Linked DNA regions of Mus musculus: region 1 is linked to region 2. The links are chromatin contacts, called in public HiChIP or PLAC-seq maps. All regions are on one chromosome and are shown on one strand. Each heading gives the region's core, a stretch centred on a gene start, on an enhancer-like site or on the middle of the called end of the contact. The rest is flanking DNA. Distances are from core to core; before and after follow the strand shown. Region 1 overlaps Mllt10 (myeloid/lymphoid or mixed-lineage leukemia; translocated to, 10). Region 2 overlaps Mllt10 (myeloid/lymphoid or mixed-lineage leukemia; translocated to, 10).

Region 1 (6,735 bases), core at 1,984-4,483, 76 kb after region 2:
AGCACTAAGTATGGCAGTGTCCCAGCAGGCATGGTACTATAGAAGGAGCTGAGAATTCTATATTTTGTTCCAAAGGCAAACAGAAGACTGTCTTCCTGGCAACTAGAAGGACTCCCCACCCCCACCCCAATATGTCCTCTAACAACTGGATGGACCCCCACCCCAATATGTCCTCCTAATAGTGCCATTTCTTGGGCCAAGCATATTCAAATCACCACAGCAGAATAACTAATTTTTCACTCTTGTTAAAGTGCCTTTTCCTTGTTTATCCTAGTTATTATGGAATGCATTTTTATGTGTTTGTGAACTTGTCTTTGTAATTGAACTATATATTCCTGGTGAACACAGTTTTATCTTGTTTTTCTTGTTTCCAGTTTTATTTCTGCTCTAACTCATCGAGTTTTTCTTAGTCATTACTAAGTGTTAACTAGATGAAGGGACAGGGAAATGAATGGGTGGATAAAAGATTGTGAGTCAGTATGCCACTGCCACCCACGTATCTTTCTGCGTTATCATTTCTGTTCTCTTCCTGATCTTGAGAGTCCTTTCCTAGAGCTTGTGTGTTATAGGATTCAGTTTCATTGAACTCAATGAATGTTAGATTGATTTAGATCAAAAGTTGTAAAACTTGTACAAGATGGAAAGAGACCGATGTTGAGTAGAGAGTAGTGGTGGGGCATAGCGGGGAGGACGGCCTCCATCAAGAGCACTTGCTGCTGAGTTCTTGTTTTATGTGCTCCTCTTCCATGGACAGATGTGCAACATGTGGATTTCTGCTGCCTGGAGAAGTTAAAAGAGGACATCAGAGTATCTGGGACTGGAGTTCTAGGTAGTTGTGAGCCATTAAGTTTGCATTGGGACTTGAACCCAGGTCAGCTACAGGAATAGCAAGTACTCTTCTACGTCATCTCTCCAGTCCCACCCCCCCCCCCTTTTTTTTTTCTTTTTAAATAAAAAGAGTAGATACAGAAGATTGAGAAGATCTTACCCAAGTGTTTGTCAGGTTGGTGAGTGAAAATTAGACATCTCCCTTTAATTTTTATTACTGTGAAAGGAATATTTTGCAGTCAGTATTTTATAACAAAAACCCGAGTTTCATAAATGTCTCCCAAGCAGGATTATTAGATTGCGCTTGGTCTGGGCAGTCTATGTAGACATCCTAATGCACTGTCCAAACAGCCAACCTTCTAAGTCTGGCGGTTGGTGATCAGTGCTGCGGAGTGCTGGATGGTAGTTTTGGCTTTCATACTGTGCCGATAATACTACTTACTTAACCTAGAAATTTTAAATTAGCACTTAAAATGCTAAAATTCCTGTAGCTACCATTTGGTGATCCTCAATATGAGTTGACATTTCTAAAACCTTTAAGTGGGCATTGTCAGTTTTTGTATAATAATATGGAGACACTTGAGTAACTTTGATTGTCATCATTTATCTGAGAACATCCGACTCAATTTTTATCTCAGCCAGAAGTTTGTTCTTAGAAAAAAAAAAAAAAAAACATGTACTGTTTGGATTTCAGTATGTACCTCCTAACTTTTGTCTTTTAGTTCTGAGCATTGGATATTATGTGTGTGGTGTGTTTTCATCATCCACACTTAAGCTATTAGGGCTAAGGCAGTTGGTGAAGTATATATGCTGGGCTTCAGTCAGATCCCTGGTACTTGAGTAAAACACGAAACATAATTGCAGGCACTTGGAATCTCAGTGCTGGGGAAGCCTAGACAGGATTCTAGAATTGCTGGCAGTTAGTAATGTTGATTCAGTGAGCCCTATACTCAGTGAAAGAGTGTTTCAAAAAAAAAGGCGGAGCACTATACAGTATTGACTTCTGGCCTGTACACACTTGCCAGAAGCATGCATACTCAATAAACACATAAGCAAGCCAAGTATTCAAAGGTCAACGTTTTATATTTCTAATATACTTGAAAAAAGTAGTCCAAGCATTTCATTAACTCTAAATCTCAACCTTCCTTTAAAGCTTTGCACAGTGCTTCTTTATTTTCACCTTATCCCACATCTTCCCCCAGTTTTGGAGGGATAGTTTCACTCCACAGCTTAGACTCATCTTGAATTTGCAATCCTTCTACCTCTACCTCCTGGTTCTGGGACTGTAGTCATAGATCACTGTACCTAGCTCTACTAGATTATCAATGCTTACTGTGATAATAGGAAGGCAAAATTCTTTTTGCTGTATGTATGTGTCTGTGTATATATGTATATATAATTGTAGAAAGCTAACATTTGTTGAATAAACTGGAATAATCCACATTCAGTATTGTCTTTTTAGGCTGGAGCCATGTGTCTGAAGTTAAGAGCACTTAACTTCTGCCCCTGCAGAAGACGTGTGTTCAGTTCCTAGCACTCACATGGCATCTTACAACCATCTGTAATGTGGGTTCCAAGGAATCTGGCACCTTCTTTAACCTTCTTTGGCTCCTGCACATATATGGCACACAAGCATGCACTGCAGCACACATGTATACCTGCCTTTTTCTCAGTCGTCTTTTGTTACAAATATTCATTTTGCTAAAAGTGCTGGTTCTGTTCTGTCTAGCATGACCAGACTCGTATGTCGTGTGTGTGTGTCTGTGTGTGTGTGTCTGTGTCTCTCTGTCTGTCTGTCTCTGTCTGTCTGTCTCTGTATATGAATATTTGTGCCTAATGTTGTGTATCTTCCTCAGTCTGTTTACACTGTTTTTGGAGACAGGACCCAGGGCCCTGAGGTTTGGCTAGACTGGTCAGCAAGCCTTTGTCTGCTCATGTCTCCACTTCCCTACTGCTGGAATTCCACGGTGCCTGGCCTTTACGTGGGCTCTGGGATTGGACTCGTTTTTGTGTTTGTATGTCAACCACTTTACTTATGGACTCATCTTCTAAGCCTCTAAGTTTGTTAGGTGTTAGTTATTGTTCTATGATTTGTTGTTTTACTTCATTGACTTTGTACTCTGGCGTTAAATGATCATTGGTAGATGTGTTTGAGACTTTCTTGTGAAGTTGCTTGAATAAGATTGATCCTTTTGTTTTTGCCCTGTTATTTTGTATGTCTGTCTTTTAAATAATACTCCATCAGGTTCTTTCTGTGGTCCTCTTCCCTGGATCATTCTGAGCAATCCCTAGGTGTTGTAATTTTTGTTCTTTGGTTTTGACCATTGTCCTCACATGTGGGAAACCCTGTATTAATGTTAGGGGCAAGATGGGTACCATGAGTGAGCCACACAGTATGAGATAATGGAAACTCTGATGGGTTAAAGTGAGTACATCCTGTCTACAGCTAGCCAGATTGTTAGGATTTCACACTATACCAGCTACTTTTGATATGTTGGTTTTTTTGTTTGCTTTTGTTTTGCTTTGCTGCTGTTGGTTTGTCTCCTTCCTTCCTTCCTTCCTTCCTTCCTTCCTTCCTTCCTTCCTTCCTTCCTTTTTTCCCCCCCCCACACCAAGACAGTTTCTGTGTGTGGTTCTGGCGGTCCTGGACCTCACTATGTAGAACAGGCTGACTTTGAACTCAGAGAATCACCTGTCTCTGCCTCCCACAGACTGGGATTAAACATGTATACCACCACTGCACCCAGCTTAAGTGTTCCATTTTCAAATAGAACCTAAAAATTTAGTTTTCTGTACAAGAATTGTGCTTTTTAAATATTCACAACTTAAAACTGTTATCCCTAGCCCAGGACAGCAGAAAGTCAGTTTTAGAGGTCACAAGATTACTTACTGCTTTTGTGCATATGCCTCTGAGATTTGTGCATGCTGGTTTTTAAATGATTTACTTAAATGTGCCTCTTTGTTTCTTTGTGCATGTAAATGTCACCAGCATAGATGTGAAGGTCAGAATACAACTATGTGTGGCATCAGTTTTCTCATTTTTCTTTGATGGATTTTAGGGATTAATTTCCAATTGTTAGGCTTGTGCAACAATGCTTTAGCTGATAGCTCTCCTGCTGGTGAGGATGATGGTCTTGGGGCTCCAAGCTCACCTGTCATGTCTAGATTATGCAGGCATGTTAATGCCTACAGGAATCTCCAAGACCCTGATAATCATCTTGTAATTCACATTTGTAATAGAAAATGGTCTTTACTAATTCTGATTAAGCTTGTTTCTTAATTTCCATTTTTCCATACATGTACACACACACACCCCTTTAGATCCAACCTTCCCATAAGAGGAAATGTGCAGTATTTCTGAGTTTAGCTTATTTCATTTAGTATTATGATACCTAGTTATGTCAGTTTTTCTACATTCTTCACCCCCCCCCCCCTTTAATGGCTGCAATTTTGTTGTTGTTGTTGTTGTTGCTGGGCAGCAGTGGTGCAAGCCTTTAATTCCAGCACCCTGGAGGGAAGGCAGGTGAATCTCTGAGTTTGAAGCCATTCTGTCTATAGAGTGACACATAGTGTCCAGGACATACAGTGAATTCCAAGGCTCTCTCCGAACCCCATTCCCAAAATCAATTCTGTGTGTGTGTGTGTGTGTGTGTGTGTTAGAGAGACAGACAGACAGAGACACAGACAGACAGACATGCGTGGGCCAGAGCTGATAGTATGTTCCTCTGTCACTTTGCACTCACTATCTTTTTCCATGTTAATTTTTGCTGAACCTTCAGCTCCCAGTTGTGCTATTCCCAGTGCCTGGGGATTTTGAGGATCAAGTTAGGGTAGTGATTTTAGCAGGCATTTCACTGACCGAGCCACCTCAGCCAGCTCTGTGATACTTTAAACTACAGCCTTCCTTCCTACGGCCTAATTAACACTAGTTAATATTAGTTACTTTTAATATTTATTAATATTCTCTCTTTGTCCTATTTAAATCAGGTTTTCGTGATTTCCTCTCTCCTTTTCCTCCACTTTCTCCTCTCTTCCTTTCGTGGTTCCTATTTAGGTTTGGATGCTTACTGACACACTGGAGAAGGAAATTTGTCCAGGAGACTGTCACATGGATCAGAAGAGTTTTGCAACAACTTTGGCCTCTTATTATGTGTCAGGAGCATTACCCACTTTTTACAAACTGGGACATTGACAAAAGTGACTTCTGCATTGGCATGTGTTTCTGTGGGGTAGAATCCTTCCTGGCTAGGGTCAGCCTCTTTTTCTCTGTGCACGTGAGTGTGTGTGTGTGTGCGCGCGTACGCATACACACACACACACACACATGTGACAGCTAGTATGCAGGGGGTGCTCTTGGTATATGCCATATGCATCTGGGGTCCCCTGTGCACACAGAGGCTGGAGGAGACCATCAGGTGCCCTGCTCTCTCACTCTTAGCACTCCTCTCCTGACCCTAGAGAGTTTTGTTTCCCGTGAGCCTTCAGTTCCCCTCCCCAGCTCTCACCCCTGAGAGAGAGTGCTGGAGTTACAGATACATGGCTTAGATTGTTCTTTCTAAATGAGGTACTAGTGATTTGCACTCAGCTTCTCATTGTTACACCATACGGCTTTGACACATCTGTCGATCCTTTCCCCAGAATACAGCGGTGCCCCGTAGCTGCTAGTGTATGCTGAGGTTGTCTTTTCTCCTGCTTCACTTTCTAGCTCTTCTCGATGGAATATCATCTACATCCTCATTTCCTTTTTCCTCGTGGTTTTACCTGACAGAACAATGAAAAAAAAAGTCTTTATCAAGTTATCATTATTTTCTTGTCCCCCCTGTTTTCAGAGTTGAAAAGTGGCTGCTACCTTGTCTTCCATGCCCTGTTCACTCAGAAACTTGTGGCAGTCCTGTGCCTGGTTCTTGATAGAAGCGACTTCTGTTCTTGCGGCTGTGATGCATGAAGGCCTTTTATTATCCTGTCCTAGAACATTTTCTACATTGCAGTCTTTCTAGAACAAGTTCTCTTTCCATTTTATAGCTTCTCGGTCATGATTTCTAGGGTTCTAAGCATTCTGAAAGTTTTACCAAGTGGTTTTAGAAACATAGCCTTCAGCTGCTTCATGATGGAAGCCTTTTGTTGCTCTTAGAAATGCTCACAGTGCTAACTGCTTATTTCACAAAAATTCTTCCTGAGTCAAAAGTGACATAGGTTCTTTTAGAGAAATATTTTATGGAAAGTTAAGTGTTAGATTTTTCTAACATAGTTTTAAACACTTAAAATTTATTAGTAGGGAAGGGATCAAGGAGAAATCTTGTCTGACCAATTTGACTGCTAAATTGTAAGATACTTAAATAAAATTTCTTTGGTTGCAGGTATTTATAACAGCAATGATGTAGCCGTATCCTTTCCAAACGTGGTGTCTGGCTCAGGATCTAGTACTCCTGTCTCTAGCTCTCATATACCTCAGCAGTCATCTGGTCATTTGCAACAGGTGGGAGCTCTCTCCCCCTCAGCTGCGTCATCTGTAACCCCTGCTGCTGCTACAACTCAGGTATGTTATAGCTCAGAGGCAGCCTTAGCTATGCGAGAGATTCTCTCCAGCAACAACAACCAAAAAAGGACAGAAAATGTAGGAAAAAGTTGGAGTCAGTTTAGGGCTTTTGTGGTTTTTTTTTTTTTTTTTTTTTTTTTTAATAAAGACCATATAAAACTGCACAAATAGTATTTGGAAACCTTTTGTTTAAATCATTTTAATTTACATAGGAGAGGATGTAGAAGAATACCTGACTCTAGGCTGGAAGAATGGCTCAGTGCTTTAGAGCATGCACTGTTGTTATGGAGAACCTGAGTCAGGTGGCAGCACCCACATCTGCCGGCTCATTTGCACCTGTAACTCCAGCTCCAACGGTGATTTGATTCTTC
Region 2 (6,659 bases), core at 1,722-4,221:
TATCTCTGACTGTATTGTCAACTGAAAATACAGTTAGTAGTCTTTCTTCCTCCTCCTCCTCCTCAAATTAAAAAAAAATTTTTCCTCTTTCTCTCTCTCTCTCTCTCTCTCTCTTCTTTCTTTCTTTCTTTCTTTCTTTCTTTCTTTCTTTCTTTCTTTCTTTCTTTCTCTCTCTCTCTCTCTCTCTCTCTCTCTCTCTCTTCTCTCTCTCTCTCTCTCTCTCTCTCTCTCTTTCTTTCTTTCTTTCTTTCTTTCTTTCTTTCTTTCTTTCTTTCTTTCTTTCTTTCTTTCTTTCTTTCTTTCTTTCCTTCCTTTCTGGTGGAGACAGGGTTTCTCTGTATAGTCCTGGCTGTCCTGGAACTCACTCTGTAGACCAGGCTGGCCTCGAACTCAGAAATCCGCCTTCCTCTGTCTCCCAAGTGCTGCCATTAAAGGCGTGTGCCACCACTGCCTGGCAAGATTTTGTTTGATTCTTTTTAATAATTTCTATTTCTTCATCAGCATGAAATTCTTTGTGCATGTGTAAGACAGTTCAGTTGAGGTCTTTATTTAAAAAATCTACTGTTAAACTTTTGTATGAAGAGTTTCTGTTAATATCTCCTGTGAATGAGTCATACTTAAATGTTTTTGAGTGTGTGTGTGCGCGCACACATGAGTGTGTATGTGTGTGTATGTATGAATGTAAAGCCTAGAGGTTGATGTTGAGCACTCGTCTTCCTCTACCTTATTTTTAATACAGGGTATCTCATGGAACCTGGGATTCCTTGATTTGCTAGACTGACTGGGTGGCAACTCTGTCTCTCCTGTCTGCTTTCTAACAGAATACAGCCATGTGTTACCACACCTTATGATTATGTGGACACTGGGGATCTCAATTCAAGTCCTTATGTCTACACAGCAAGCACTTTACCTACTGCCGACTGAATTATCTCCCAGTGTCTGCAAGTTTTCCTTATAAACTTTTTAACCTATTTTAGAATGTATGTATTGGGGCTGTAGTTCAGTAGTAGGGTGCTATGCTTTGAGAGCTATCCTAAGTATTGTAAAATCAAAAACTGGATATAATTGTTATAATGGGTTAATTCTAGAGTAAAGTTCTGCTTTTTAAAGTTTAGGTTTTGCTGCTTCCTGTGTTTCCTTTTCCTTCTTCTTTTTCCTCTTCTCTTCTCTTCTCTTCTCTTCTCTTCTCTTCTCTTCTCTTCTCTTCTCTTCTCTTCTCTTCTCTTCTCTTCTCTTCTTCTCTTTCCCTCTCTCTCTCTTTTCTTTCCCTTTCTCTCTCTCTCTCTGTCTCTCTCTGTCTCTCTCTCTCTCTCTCTCTCTCTCTCTTTCTTTCTTTCTTTCTTTCTTTCTTTCTTTCTTTCTTTCTTTCTTTCTTTCTTTCTTTCTTTCTTTCTTTCTTTCTTTCTTTCTTTCTGTTTTTTGAGACAGGGTTTCTCTGTATAGCCCTGGCTGTGCTGGAACTCACTCTGTAGACCAGACTGGCCTCGAACTCAGAAATCTGCCTGCCTCTGCCTCCAAGTGCTGGAATTAAAGGCATGCGCCACCACGCCCGGCCAGTGTTTTCTTTTCCTTTTTTAATTGACTTTTAAATTGTATATTTTTGTTACACTTGATGAAAACTCTTCAGTGAGTGTTTTGATGATTTATTTTCTTGAGCATCTAGTATAAAATAGTGAGATAAGTGGGGGGCAAGTATAGAAGAAACACCATCTATATGTGTTTGTATTTTCTGTGTTTTCTCCAGTTTATCTCCCACTTTTCCTTATTTCTCACTTCTTGTTTGTACCATACACAGATTCTATCCAGGGGTCAATTGAGGGTCTTCTTAGGTCTTAAGATGAGTTGTGCTTTAGGCAGGTCTGTGGCTCTCCACATCCTCCAGCACATCCAGGTGTTTTCAAATGCACCAGGTTGCCAGAGAGCTCTCTAGTTTTTCCTCCCAGGCTTTTGGTACTTAGTCATGTGTTTCATCTATACTCTTTCCCTCCAGGCATCTGTGAGTTGAATTTAAGGGCACTTTCTCTTTTGAATGAACTCAGAGAGTGCAAGACAGGCACATCTCAGTCCTTGGTTAGCTTTCAGACCGTTGAAGAATTGACAGACATAATTCTTTGTTCATAAACCTTGGTTTTGGTTATTTTGCCATCAGAGACTAGAGTCTCTCTACACTGGAAGCTCAGTTGTATTTAGGAACCCCTGACCTAAAGCTTTCATATGTTAAGAGAAAGATTCCAAAGAGCTCCCATTCCCCCCCCCCCCCCTTTTTCTTAGTTTAGTAGGTGCTTGGTTGTGGTAAACCTTTCACTGTTTTCCAGAGTTTAATAAGAGAATTTAATAATTTCTTTCTGGTGTGATACTTACCCTTGCACCTTCTTCCTTTACCATTTTTGGTTGGTATAAATCTGGATATTTTGCATCCTATGTGTATGTGTACATATGCTTATATTTATATATGTATAGTCTCATGGCCTAGGCTCTCTACCTCAGCCTCTTTAGTGATGGATTACCACTGTGATGCCTCACCATGCCTTACCTTTTTAAATATTTTTAAGCCTTGTCTGGGATATGGTCAAGGTTTTTGGAAACAGATCTTACATTTGATAGGTTAATTTGTATCAGTGTACTTAATCCTTACCATTGAGACAATAATTCCTAGTTTTACTTTCTTCCCCTTTCCCTCCCTCCCTCCCTCCCTTCCCTGCTTCCTGTAGACTTGCTCTCACCTTCATCTCTCAATAGTGGACCAGTTCACCTGGCAGTGCTTTATAATCTTTATTATTTGAAAGATTTATTTATTTTTATTTTATGTGTATTGTCCTTTATGTGTATGTTGTGCCTGCAAGTGTGTGCATACACATAACCACATACATACCTGGTCAGAGGAAGGTGTTGAAGTCATGGAGTTAAGAACAGTTGTGAGCTGTCATGTGGTTACTAGGCACTAAAACCAGGGTTGTCTGCAAGAGCAAGAAGTGCTCTCAACCACTGAACCATTGCTCCAGGCTTTGTGCTTTGTGCTCTGTTTTAGAGCTGTCTCATAGTTTCAGGCTGACTGGCCTGAAACTCAGTTTGTAGACCAGACTGGTCTTCAGATCACAGAGAGCCATCTGCCTGCCTCTCTCCCATGTGCTGGGATTAAAGGCATGCACCAACACACCCAGCCTATGTTTTTTATATATGCTTTTTATACTTATGTTTATGGCCAGTATCATTAAAAGTAGCAGCTATACATACCTCTTCCTCTCCTGTCCCCAATTCAAGCTTTATTTTGTAATAATTTTTCCTTTTGAGGGATATGATCCTTCCTTTGGTGTTTGAAAGTACCTTTGTTTGTTTGTTTGTTTGTTTGCTTGTGATTTGCATCATCTTTTGCACAGAGCCATCCTGCTTTAATTTACATTTATTTGATTATAATAAACATACTTATTTTGTGATAGCTCAATTGTAGGTTTATTCTGATTTTCTTAATTTTGTGGGATTTCATTTGTGCTTTTTATTGTAGAAATTGTAGTTAACAGATTATGGACATCATTTGTGCCTAAGTTGTGAAAATGGCTTTCCGTATAAGATGTATTTGATGAGGAAAATGCTTCTTGTTGAGGATTGCTTTGCTTGTTGAGTTGATGATTAAAGCCTATGGGTACTCTTGTGTGACATATTAGTGTTTAGTCTTAGCTTGTGGTCTGTCAATGATTCTACTTGCCTTTTCCCATGCTGTCCCCCACCTTCCTGGAACTTCTTTCCAGTTTACCAGGAGCTCTTTTGTGCTGCATGAGCTTTTTAGCCACCGCAGCCACACTTTTGTTGCTTGTGATTCATTCACTGACTCATTCAATGTATGTGACCACACTATCTTGTCGCTGTCCTCAGACACACCAGAAGAGGGCATCAGCTCCCATTGCAGATGGTTGTGAGCCACCATGTGGTTGCTGGGAATTAGACTCAGGACCTCTGGGAGAGCAGTCAGTGCTTTTAACCACTGAGCCATCTCTCTCTCTCTCCAGCCTTCAGTCACACTTTTTATAATTAAAAGGAACTTTAACATCAACTGGTAATCAGATAAAGATTTAAGATAGAAAAATGACAACCACTATATGAACATTCAAAATATTGACAATATAAAAACTAATCACATTTAAGATTAGTAAGATTAAGCATATTAGCATCCTTTTTTCTCCTTTTTGTTCTTGATGGTGAGACTAGATGCAGCCCTACCCTTGTGTCTACTAGGCAGTGTTCTGCAGCTGGACTGCTTCTCAAGCCTTTGAAACTTGAAGTACTGTAACTTACTGCAAACTGAGAATGGAGCCTAGCACTTCAACCAGTAACCAGGGGCACTGCTACCTACTGAATTTAATATATATATTTATCTCCTTCACACTATTTGTGTATTTATTTAATTTCGGCTCTTTAAAACAGTCTTAACTTTATAGTGTGGTCTGATCTTCAATTCACTATGTAGTGTTTGCTGACCTGGAAATGGAGAACCTCCTTTTGGTCTAGTCTCGGAGTATTTAGAGTCCTTGGAACTATCATCCTGTTTTCTTCAAATTAAAGTAAGTTTCAGGGCTGGTGAGATGGCTCAGTGGGTTAGAGCACCCGACTGCTCTTCCGAAGGTCCAGAGTTCAAATCCCAGCAACCACATGGTGGCTCACAACCATCCGTAACAAGATCTGTCCCCCTCTTCTGGAGTGTCTGAACACAGCTACAATGTACTTACATATAATAAATAAATAAATAAATCTTTAAAAAAAAAATAAAGTAAGTTTCAGAAGTAGTGTTAGTATGAATTTAGTCTGCTCTTAAGTATCAGTGTCACACTTGAGTTCCTAAGTGCTCTCTGTCTGCTTATGTTGAGTACATAATAGATGCAGCCATGACTAGGAACCCTGGGCACCAGTAGTGAGTGGATGGCAATTAGGACTTAAATAATGCAGCAGCCAGAGTTTTATTACGGTTTTGTTATGGATTTGCTTAAATAGCCATTTTAAGAGATCTTAAGACAGGTAGTAATTTTATTTTTGATAAAACTTGAAGAATGACATTGTGTATTTATTTATTTTTAGGTTGGGCTCATGTGGTTTGTGCCCTCTATATTCCAGAGGTACAATTTGCCAATGTTTCTACAATGGAGCCAATCGTTTTACAGTCTGTCCCACATGATCGTTATAATAAGGTACAGTGGATATCATCTTAATGTTTGCATTTTTTGGTTCTGAAACTAGGAGATAGAAAGGAAGTGGGCTTTTTTGGGGGGGTGTTTTTGTTTTATTTCTTAAAAATGTTAAAACCTTTCTCTAACTTCATAGACATTTTGAGAAAAATAGTTACCATCTTGAGCCTACAATATTAAAATAAGCTCACAAGAGTGTAAATACCAAAAACAAAACCTGTCTCTTTTATTTGAATTTAGGTATAAATGTTTTCAGAACATTTTAATTACTCAGTACACATTTGTCTTTGAAGATTTACTGACCTCTTGCCTTTTAAAGTACTAAGATTTTATTAGATTTGAATTAGTCATTATTTCCTGTCAGTAATCCCAAGGCAGGAGGCTGAGGTGACAGGAGTTCAGGGCCTACCTAGATAACATATGAACATACTGAGACCCTATGCCCGAGTGGAGACCCTATGCAGGCACACGCTTGAGAGCTCGCTCCCTCTGTCCCTCCCTCCCTCTCCTTCCTCTCCCTCTCCCTCCCTCCCTCTCTTTTCCTTACCCTCTTTTTCCTTCCTTCCTTCCTTCCTTCCTTCCTTCCTTCCTTCCTTCCTTCCTTCCTTCCCTCCCTCCCTCCCTCCCTCCCTCCCTCCCTTTACCTGTGTGTTAAAATAGAAACACTTAAGCATTTGCTTACTCCCACTGTTGTTGCTGCTGCTACTGTGTTGCAAGGCTTCCCTGTTGTCCGGTGTCTTTAGGCACTGAGACCACAGAAAGGAAGCTTCTGTGGAAGAATGCCATTATAGTTAGCTTTGACATCTTTAGATATGTTAATAATATTTTTAAAACATGGAAAATGAGGAGACATTTCCCTATTTAAATCTTTGACTTTTGTGGTTTTTTTAATATCTCATATACATACTTATGAAACATTTAGATCATATTACTTATTGTTTTCTCTGCTTTTGAAACTGAATAAATTTTTGTGTCAATAAATGATATTTTTACCATTTCCTGGATCCCTAATGTATGTATCATAGAGTATTGCTAGGTTCAGTTACCTGTGGAGCGCCTATTGTGGAAGGGGCCCATGTGAAAGGATATGTGTATTTTGGAAGTTTGATTATTGTGTAAAGTTTTTCTTTAGAATGTGAGCAGTTGGGCGTGGTGGCGCACGCCTTTAATCCCAGTACATGGGAGGCAGAGGCAGGCGGATTTCTGAGTTCAAAGCCAGCCTGGTCTACAAAGTGAGTCCCAGGACAGCCAGGACTACACAGAGAAACCCTGTCTTACCAAAAAAAAAAAAAAAAAAAAAAGTGAGCAGTTCTTAAGTAGTTACCGTGGAAAGTGTGAATTTATTATCATTAAGAGTGCTGGTTTTGTTTTTTTTTTTAAAGTGCATTGGTGTTTGACCTGTATGTATCTCTGAGTAAGGGTGTCAGATCTTGGAGTTACAAACAGTTGTGATCTGCCATGTGTGTGCTGGGCATCGAACCTGTA

What was found. HiChIP or PLAC-seq counts read pairs in DNA pulled down with a chosen protein or histone mark.
Region 1: a BATF HiChIP or PLAC-seq map of CD8 T cells shows a contact between it and region 2, with 10 read pairs. The contact joins two enhancer-like sites. A contact is called at or near these places in 1 of 15 datasets of contacts at CTCF or cohesin (the NIH/3T3 cell line), 4 of 484 Hi-C or Micro-C datasets (CD4 T cells, erythroblasts, nephron progenitors and 1 more) and 2 of 115 datasets of contacts at active chromatin or transcription factors (CD8 T cells and embryonic stem cells).

The regions. Positions count from the first base shown.
Region 1 is chr2:18,180,033-18,186,767 of GRCm38.p6, forward strand. Mllt10 (myeloid/lymphoid or mixed-lineage leukemia; translocated to, 10) reads left to right here. Exons shown (of 23, transcript NM_001252560.1): 14 at 6,186-6,364. Among named protein-coding and RNA genes, the nearest start is that of Gm39761, 13 kb to the right of the region's middle. Within about 2 kb of position 3,234, at least 11 of the 459 cell types and tissues checked have an H3K27ac peak or open chromatin away from gene starts, as enhancers often do. A contact at or near this core is called in CD8 T cells, where this site is marked.
Region 2 is chr2:18,104,715-18,111,373 of GRCm38.p6, forward strand. It overlaps Mllt10 (myeloid/lymphoid or mixed-lineage leukemia; translocated to, 10), which reads left to right. Exons shown (of 23, transcript NM_001252560.1): 5 at 5,068-5,177. Among named protein-coding and RNA genes, the nearest start is that of Mllt10, 43 kb to the left of the region's middle. Within about 2 kb of position 2,972, at least 8 of the 459 cell types and tissues checked have an H3K27ac peak or open chromatin away from gene starts, as enhancers often do. A contact at or near this core is called in CD8 T cells, where this site is marked.